Linked DNA regions of Gossypium hirsutum: region 1 is linked to region 2. Evidence: chromatin contacts called from public Hi-C data. All regions are on one chromosome and are shown on one strand. The core of a region is the stretch at or near the end of the contact, and the rest is flanking DNA. Distances in the headings are between cores, read along the strand shown.

The links. A called contact is a pair of places that touch in the nucleus more often than the background predicts.
Region 1: a contact with region 2 is called in a Hi-C map of leaf, with 2.4 times the contacts expected there. The contact joins the promoter of LOC107888985 here to the promoter of LOC107889071 in region 2. A contact is called at or near these places in 4 of 34 Hi-C or Micro-C datasets (anther, leaf and petal).

What each region holds. Positions count from the first base shown.
Region 1 is chrA11:108,947,206-108,952,010 of Gossypium_hirsutum_v2.1, reverse strand. It overlaps LOC107888985 (probable ribose-5-phosphate isomerase 3, chloroplastic), which reads right to left and starts at 1,720. Exons shown (of 1, transcript XM_016813266.2): 1 at 199-1,720. The coding sequence starts at 1,228. The coding sequence ends at 383. It also overlaps the pseudogene LOC107888992.
Region 2 is chrA11:108,592,640-108,597,462 of Gossypium_hirsutum_v2.1, reverse strand. LOC107889071 (perakine reductase) reads right to left here and starts at 2,885. Exons shown (of 13, transcript XM_041081676.1): 1 at 2,251-2,885; 2 at 2,031-2,093; 3 at 1,586-1,706; 4 at 1,360-1,450. It overlaps LOC107889100 (probable aldo-keto reductase 1), which reads right to left. Exons shown (of 7, transcript XM_041081675.1): 5 at 4,723-4,819; 6 at 4,462-4,615; 7 at 3,817-4,281. The coding sequence ends at 4,747.

The DNA of each region.
Region 1 (4,805 bases), core at 471-2,970, 360 kb before region 2:
TCCAACGTCACATGTACGAAAGTTTCTGCAGGAGGATATTGACAACCTGATGCAAATAAGGTCTTTTGGGCTCTAACTTTATTAGCATTTTATTAATGTACTAAATCTTCTTTTTCAAAAAAAAAAAAATTGAATCCCTTAACCAAAAGGTAACCCAAGAAAATACAGAAAATTGGAATCTTAAATATGAAAAAGCAATAACCATAAAACTACATATTCATTAACCAATAAAATTCCTTTCTAAAATCCCCTCAATCATTCAACATTCTGCAATCACTCTACACAGAATCAATTTTTTTTTCTTTTTTTTCAATTTTTTTTTCTTTTTTTCTTTTTTAACAAATTACCCCCTCACAGAAAGTAAATTCCAGTCAACACTTATTCACTTAGTCATAACCTCTATACCAGTTTTCCCAGCAATGATGACAGAGGTAGCCATTCCTAAAAACAGCCCATGTTCCACTACACCTTCCAAGGCAGAAATCTCTTTCCCAGCTCCAAACCCATCTTTAATTGGATTCTTGAAATACAAATCCACAATGTAATTCCCATTATCAGTGACATAAGGCTTTTCACTACCATCCCCTACTAACCTCAACTTTGCTTCACAACCTAACTCTTTAAACAGCCCTTGCAGTCTAATTAGATTGTATTTCCAGCAAAACTGCACAACTTCAACAGGCATAGCTAGACCACTCCCTCCAAGCCCTGAAACTAGCTTACTTTCATCGGCTACTACAATGAAGGAAGATGAAGCTGCTTCAACTATTTTCTCACGCAAAAGTGCACCGCCTCGGCCTTTAACCAAGTCAAGGTTAGGATCAACTTCATCAGCACCATCAATAGCAAGGTCAATACGGGGATGCAAGTCAAGGGTAGATAAGGGGATGTTAAGTGATGCAGCTTGTTCTTGTGTTCTTTTCGAAGTTGGGATACCTACGATGTTAGAAAGTTGGCCCGTGGAAAGGAGTTGGCCTATTTTGTCGACCACAAAAGCTGCTGTTGATCCTGTTCCTAGGCCTAGGATCATGCCTGATTTGACTGACTCAACTGCTTTGTCAGCTGCAAGCTTTTTAAGATCATCTTGGGAAAGCACTGGGGCGGCTTGGGACCTAATGGAGAATGGTTTCTGGGATGGGGTGCGTAGGTTCAGAGGGGTGCAGCGTAGGATAAGAGGGTTGATGGAGGTGTGGTGGAGGGAGGAGAGGTTGAGGGATAAGGAAGCCATTGGTTTTTGGTGAATGGAGTGAAAGACTGAAAATGGGGTTGTAGATATGATGAAAGGTTGTGGTCAGTGGCTGTTGGATTGCATTTGCTTTGATATATGATCTGTGTTTGTTGGTGTTAGGAGAAATTGAAGGATAGGGAGAAGGGGCTGCTGAGATTTGGTTGGTTAATTGGTTAGATGATTACATTATTGGTTGGTGGGGACTTATTTTGTTTGTTTGAGAACTTGAGAGGGGTGTTGGGCCTCGGGAGGTTTGAGAATTTGGATTGGATATCTATACTGAAGATTGTCTCAAAAAGGAGGCTTCTTTCTTCTCTAAAAATATTATCTCTTGGCCATCTGAAAAAAATTACTGTCATTTTGGTTTGATCAGCAAGGCAAAGCTCTCAAAAACATGGCTTTGAACTTTAAAGCCAGCGTCTGACATCCTTCTTGATTAACCATTAAAAGTGGGCACTATAAAAGTCTGTCTTTTAACTTTCTTTACAATTATTCTCGCTCCTTGTGATTCTTTTTCCTTCACATGACAATTTTTATATCAGCACTCTCATTAACCTCTTAAACCATGGCGGCTGCTGAATCAGCTACTGCAATTCAAGAAACCAAGTGAGTATTCCAATAAAGTTTCTACCTTTCTCTATACCATTTGTTTGGTTTCTGAAACAACTTGAGAAATTTAGTGGGAAAAACAAGGAATCTGGCAACTGATTATCTTTCGGATTTTTTTTCTGGTTGATTGAAAAAGATTCGTTTGTTACTATGTTGTATATAAAATTTTCATCACATATTTCTTGGTGTAATTGCAAGAAAGATTCTTAAAATCTTTAACTTGATTGGGAAATTTTTTGTTTATTAGGTTGATCTCTTGGACTTTATTGATTGGTCTGGAGTTGAATGCCTTGACCAAAGCTCTGGTCACTCCCTGTCCAATGCTCTCAAGCAGGTTGTTGGTGTTTTTTGAAGCAGAGGAAGAAATACAGGACAGAACAAGGCAGTATTTTTACTTGCTCACAAATGTGCAGCAAGGGAGCTATGGCTTCAGCTCATTTTGCTCATTTTTTCAATAAGAAAAACAATACATTTATAGCCATTTGCATCATTAAATACTCCCTACTACCACTAAGTAGCTTAGTAACTTGAAAACATTGCTTGTACACATAAACAAGCCACCTAAACTAGTCATTCAACACCTAAACATATCAAGCTGTTATCAGCTTGTTCATTTTCAACTAGTTTGATTACAATGAAACTAAAGAGAAAATCTTGCTGTTACAGCAAGCATATTTGCTACAGCATGTTTACAAGCTACATGTATTTCATCCGGAGATATTACAGCAGCTTCATGTGCTGCATGCACTTTAACAAAAAAAATATCACAGCAGCATGATAGGCCAATTTCCAACACAGGTAACTCTCTTCAAGCTATTCTTGTTTCCCTGTTCTTCATTTTTACTCCCCTAATACTAGCTAATTTTCAATTGTCATTGAATTATTTAGGCAGACATTTGTACTTTTTTTATGTTGGAAAAATCATGGTTTAGTTTATAACTTTAGGGTTGACTTCATTGTCCAGTGCATTTATCTTGTCTTAAGTTGCTTTAGTGGGAATTGCATATTATGAAATAATTAAAAGTTTTATGGTCATGGATTATTTAGGGTTATAGAGAAGATGAAGGTTTTAATCTAGAGAGTGATGCAGATGAACAACTCTTCATATATATCCCTTTCACTCAAGTCGTCAAACTACATTCCATTGTCGTCAAGGGATCCGAAGAGGAAGGTAAAGTTGTGTATATGATTATCTTCAAATAAATCTTTATTAATTATGTTTATATGTATCTTTTAATTTGTACATTTATGCATCTGAATAACTGATCACGAATTCAACCTCATTGAATACCGGTTCCAAATCCCACCCTTACTAATTTAACCTTTGATGTTGTTGATTGTTATAGTTTTTTACCATGAAGATTGTCTTCTGCAGGTCCAAAGACGGTGAAACTTTTTAGGAACAGGGAACATATGGGGTTTAGGTAATTTGAATTATAACATTCTCGGGATTGGCTTAACATTTCACTGATGATATTTCATTGTACTTGAATGTAGTAATGTCAATGACTTCCCTCCAAGTGACACTACTGTTTTATCTCCAGACAATCTTTAGGTAGCTCTTCTTTGTCAGTCTTTCATTGTCGGAAAACTACTATTAAGTAAGGATATTTTAAGAAATCATTCTCTCTCCTTTTGCAGGGAAAACCAGTAGCCGTAAAGTGTGTCAAGTTTCAGAATGTTCGTAGGTATGTTTATAGTTTGTCCACTAATGTACCGGGTTTAGTCTTGATCATCACGTTAACCATACTAATGTTAAAATTACTTTATTATGTTTACCAGCTTGACAATAGTTATTGAAGACAACCAGTCGGGTTCTGAAATCACAAAAATTCAGAAGACTGCTTTATATGGATCAACGTAAGTTCTTAAAAATTCCTTCTCTGCATCATTTTATGTCATTTTCTATACTGCCAGAATCCACTGACAAATTTTAGTATTTACATATTGTTCAAGGGATGAACTCATGCTTTAGTCACATGTCAAATCGATTTGAACATACAGTGATGGTTATTAGTGAGGGATAAGAGTGATTATTTTATATTGAATTATCTTTCTCACACCTGAGCTTTCAAAATTCTGAAACTACATGAACTCAGAGCTTGTTTGCATTGCCTATAACTAGCAAAGCAGTTGACGTAGCATAAGATACGGCATATCCTGTTTTTCCTTCTTATTAGCAACTAGCGAGTTTCTAGATCACTTCCAAGCAGCGATATCAACCTCCGTAAGGATTTGTTGGCTATTATGTTAGTGAATTGCGTATATACAAGTTTGACCATCACCTGTTCCATAATTTCAATTCCTGCATGTTCCCAGATATTTTTACTTCTGGTTAATGTCGTAAATAAATTTATCACCATTGCACAAACTAATGATTGGCTTAGCGTATACGTATGGCATATGCAACGCAAGATATATCTGATAATTGCATTTCCTCTTGTTGTTGCAGTAACGAGATGCGACTTCCATTATATATGCAGACATATATATATATATTAACTGTTCAATCTGGTGATATTTTGTTTGTAATGTAGGGTGGAAACGACAGACATGAAGGGGTTGAAGCAGATTGAGGAACATTGACCTTGAAAGTTGCTAAGGGAAAATCAAGAACATGGAACATGGATGAACCCTTATGGCTTGGGACACTTGTAACTTTGTTTTCTTCTTCTTTTAGTTTTGATTACTGAATTACTTTTGACGAAAAACAAATTATAGAACACCTGAATTCTGGAAAAAAAGATACATTTGTGAGGGCATAAACTGTTGCACCCAATTGTTGTTTCAGTCGTTTTGGAATTGTACATGTTTGAATGTGGAATTCAACTCTCCTTTGATTAATAACTAGACTAGACCAGACTGTTCTCTTCCGAAGATTCTTTCATCTGTCTTGGAAGATATTTGTTCATATTCTTGAAACGTGCCATGTTAGCTTCAAGCTAGTTTTGTGAAAGAAATATGGATG
Region 2 (4,823 bases), core at 1,636-4,135:
GATTCCAAGCCCTATTTTATCAAAAATGTTGGCATATTGTTGGAAAAGAACTCACCTTCTTTTGTTCACAACTTCTAAATGGGATATGGAGGTTAGTTCAATTAATTCCACTAATATAGTGCTTATTCCAAAAGTTACCAGCCTTTCTAATATGATGCAGTTTCAGCCGATTAGTCTATGCAATGTGCTTTATAAAATTCTGGCCAAGGCAATAGAAAACTGATTTCGAGGAGTTATTGAGAAATGTATTGATGGTGCGCAGAGTGCCTTTGTGCCAGGTCGATTAATATCAGATAACGTGTTGTTAGCCTATGAAATATTTCATATGCTAAAACATAAGAGATTGGGGAAGAGAGGGTTTATGGCAGTTAAACTTGACATGGGTAAAGCATATGATAGGGTCGAATAGAACTTTATTAAAGAGATAGTGATACGAATGGGGTTTGCTTAAAAATGGTGGATGCTCTAATGAAATGTGTAACAATTGTTTCTTATTCAGTGGTCATTAATGGGCATATTAGAAAAAAGTTTCTACCAACCAGAGGACTCAAACAAGGTAATCCTCTAAGTTCATTCTTATTTCTTCTATGTGGTGAGGGTCTATCGAGCTTACTGACACTAGCAACAAATGGAGGGCTTTTCAAAGATGTTAAGGTTAATAGAAATGGCCACAGGTATCCCACCTCTTATTCGTTGATGATTGCATTTTATTTAGGGAGGCAACAAGCAGGGGAGCAAATCTATTCAATAACATCTTACGCGAATACAGATCTTGTTTGGGTCAATGTGTAAATTTTGATAAATCAACAGTATTTTTTAACAAAAACACAACAGAGGCAGACAAAAGGTTAGTTGTCAACTTACTGGGGATCTGTACCTCAAATGAGCTAGAACGCTACCTAGGTTTGCCGAATATGGTGGGTTAGAGAAAAAAAGAATCGTTTTAAAATCTAAAGGACCGACTCAAAAAACGTATTGATAATTGGAGTAATAGGTTTTTATCTCAGGGCGGAAAAGAAATATTTATAAAGGCCTTTCTTTAGGCTAGACCAACTTACACGATGGCTTGTTTTTTATTACCTAAAGTTCTATGTGATAAACTCGAAAGTATTGTTGCGAAGTTCTGGTGCCAGAAGGGACATGGAAAAAAGGGAATTCATTAGTGCACTTGGAAAAATATTTGTTTTTTAAAAGAAAATGGTGGATTAGTTTTTCGAAATTTTGGCCAATTTAATATTGCATTATTAGCCAAGCAAGGTTGGCGTCTTATTAATTATCCAGATTCTTTATTGGCCAGATTTTAGAAAGCAAAATACTATCCACGTTCAAATTTTCTAAATGCAGAGCTGGGGAATTTACCTTCACTCACATGGAAGAGTATTTGGGCAGCAAAGGGACTTCTCAAAAAAGGGTAGTGCTGGAGAGTGGGCAGAGGGGATAATATTTCAATCTGGGACGATAGTTGGATTCAGGGGATCGACAAAGTTGAAGGGCACAACAGACCAAACAATAAGGAGTTAAAGTTAGTTTCCAATCTCATTGATATTCCAAACAAAAAATGGAGGATGAACTTGATTGACAATACCTTTCAAGCGAAAACTGGGCAAAAAATTATACAGATCCCTCTTGTAGAGACTGGTCATGAGGATATTCAAGTTTGGAAATGAGAGCCGTCCAGAGAATTTTCAGTACGTAGTGCCTATAAACTATTAGAAGAGGCTTAATTCGGATCTTAGTAATTATTTAATACAAGTCAAAATTAAAGAATTTTACAAGAAACTATAGGGCCTACAGCTACCTTCAAAAATTACAATAACTATTTGGCGAATTTCTTGGGATTTCATTCCTAATCTAGCTAATCTCAGATACAGAAAAGTCATTACAAACGATAGATGCCCCCGCTATTGTTCCTGGGTAGAAAACAGTCCTCACATCTTACGTCAATGTCATATAATAACAGAAGTTTGGTAGTTTTTACATCTATCTTGGGTCATAAATAATATGAATCAAAATATATGGGAGTGGCTAACCTGGGTTTTCAAGGGAGGAATTGATAAACATTGTTGTATTTTCTGTTATGCCTTATAGCTAATCTGTTTTTCCAAAAACTAGTTCATACATGAGAGGAAAGATATGACAGGAAGAGACCTTGCTCAAAGAAAACAAACGTATATGGCAGAATATGAAAGAGGGAGAGCAACGCAGATCCTTTTAACATGAATAAAAATCACAGAAATCAGGAGGTCATACTGAGAATGACGATTCAGTTCGACGCCGCGTTCGACAATAGCAACTTCAAATCAGCGACAGGTCTGGTGGTTTGGGGTCTGATGGGGGAACTCTTGGTCTTAAAGTCGACCCTCCACAACAATGTCTCTTCCCCGTTTGCAACAGAAGCATATGCATGTTTGGAAGGCATAAAATTAGGGATCTCAATGGGTATACAATCGGTTAAAATTATAGAGGATTCCAGGATAATAATAAAAAAACGTCAAACGTCTTCAACAGATAAATCAGTGATCGGAGCGATTATCAGAGATATTCAGAATAAGAAGCCTTGCTTTCAAGAGACTATCTTTCAGCATATTTATAGATTAGGGAACTCGCAAGCTCATAGAATTGCAAAGAACACTCTAGATAGAGGAGAGATCTCTTACCTGATGGGAGAATAGTTGAATCGCCATTCTTTCGGATCGGGGGGAAGATGGGCAAGAAGTCCAGATTGAAGGAGAAGTTGAGGGAATCTGATTTCAAAACAAGATAGCAAGTAAAGTTTTTTCATTGGAAATAGCTATCGTCGACAAATCGAGAAAGGTAATGGAGTCCAGCCATTTGAGTTGATTGGGGTAGATATTTAGGTTCTTGTTTTTTCAGATTCATTTATTGCTTACCGTTTCCTTTTAAGTTATGTTTTTAATGCCTGTTAGGAGGTTTTCACTATTAAACAATATAGTGAGGCTGGATCTGTGCTTAGAATTGGTGTAATAGGCCTGGGCTCATTGGTCTTTGTTGGGCTTCATTTGTTATTTCTTTTTTCTTGTTTTCTAATAATATATCTAGTAAGTTTATTTCAATATATATATATATTAAACCCTTGTTTGGCAATCAAGATTTGGATAAAAAATTTTGGAATTTGAATTCCAAATCCAAATCTTTTGTTTGGATATCCAATAAAAACTGGATTTAGGTTTGAGCTAATCCAAGTTTTATTGGCTAATCCGTCCGTTTAGAACTTAAAAATTAATTATAAATTTGGAATTTTCAAAATCAAAATTTGATAATAGAGCAAGACAAATTTCTTTCCAAGTACTATAGTAATAAGTGTATTATTTGTGGGAGATAAAAATAAATTTATGAGAAACTAACAAAGGTTTTAAGACGTGTATCATTGCCATTTTCTCTAAGATTTTATTTGTTTCCTCTTATATTATGATGTGAAAAAGGGTTACTTGCAAATAAACTTCGAAGATACAATGAAGCACGATGACTGTTTACGTTTTGCAATGACGAAAACAGTTTATTGAATATTAAGCGAAACATAACAATGATATTAATTTCTACAAGAAAAAAATTCAATAATTATTTATAGAACAATCTAATAATATAAAAGATGGTGAAAAATAAAAGGAAACTTTATGTATATATATATAGTGTGTGTGTGTCATACAGATAAAAGTTCATTCATAAGAGGTCTCATGTCTTTTCATAGGGACATAATCATAAAAAATAGATAGTTATATTTTTAATAATAAACATAATTATTCAATAGATTTATCATTGAATAATCATGATTCATTATTAATAATAAAGTGATAATTTTTAAATTTAAGAAATATAACTTATTGTTATAAATAGCAACAAATTGTTCTAAAAATAGCATCTTAATCATTGCTCTTAACAAACATATTTATAGTAAACTGACTTGCTTCTTTATTTGATTTTATTTTTGGTAATGATGAACTGACTTCGGGTTTCAATGAACCCTCTATTTATACTTCTAATCCTTCAATAGCTTCAGTGGCTGGAGAGTCCATGGGCTATAAGCATCATAATATTCTGCTGCAGGTTGCGCAATCATTGTTACTTTTAACTTTCAAATCTTCTTCTCCTTTGTGGGTGTATTAGCGAATTTCCATGTTAGGTGACTCAATCTATCTGGTGTCCTGGACCCAGCTATCTCATTTAAAGGAATCACGGCAGTAATCTCTTTTAAGTCTTCTTCTGTGAGCTTCAGTCGTAGAGCATCGATGTTGCTTTCGAGATTTGTGATCTTGGTTGTTCCTACAAGAAGGGTCAAAAATCATATTTCTAAAGCAACATCAAAGAAAACAAGGGTCATACAGGATGTGTATTTATACAATATTTGCAGGCAAATCATTCTACTGTGATGTACTTGGAAGATCTGTATTATCTGATACCAAAGAAGCAAATTGGATGTTGAAAATAGGGAAAGTGACTCACCGGGAATGGGTGCTACATCATCCCCTTGATGAAGAACCCAAGCAAGTGCAAGTTGTGAAGGAGTACATCCATGCTTTTGAGCCAACTTCTCTATTTGCAAATACAATTTCTTGTTCCTCTCCAAGTTTTCTCCTTGAAACCTGGGGTGAAATGTCTTGAAGAGGTCGGAAACAAGTGCAAAAAAAAAAGCTACCAATTAGAAGAATTGTTTGTATGCAAATCGAGTATAAATTAAAGAAATAAACAATTGAGTTACGATACCAGATAACTATTTGCAGGAACACTTTACGCAACAATCCTGCCACCGAAGAAACCACGACCGAGAGGGCTATATGGAACTATCCCAATCCCAAGTTCCCTAC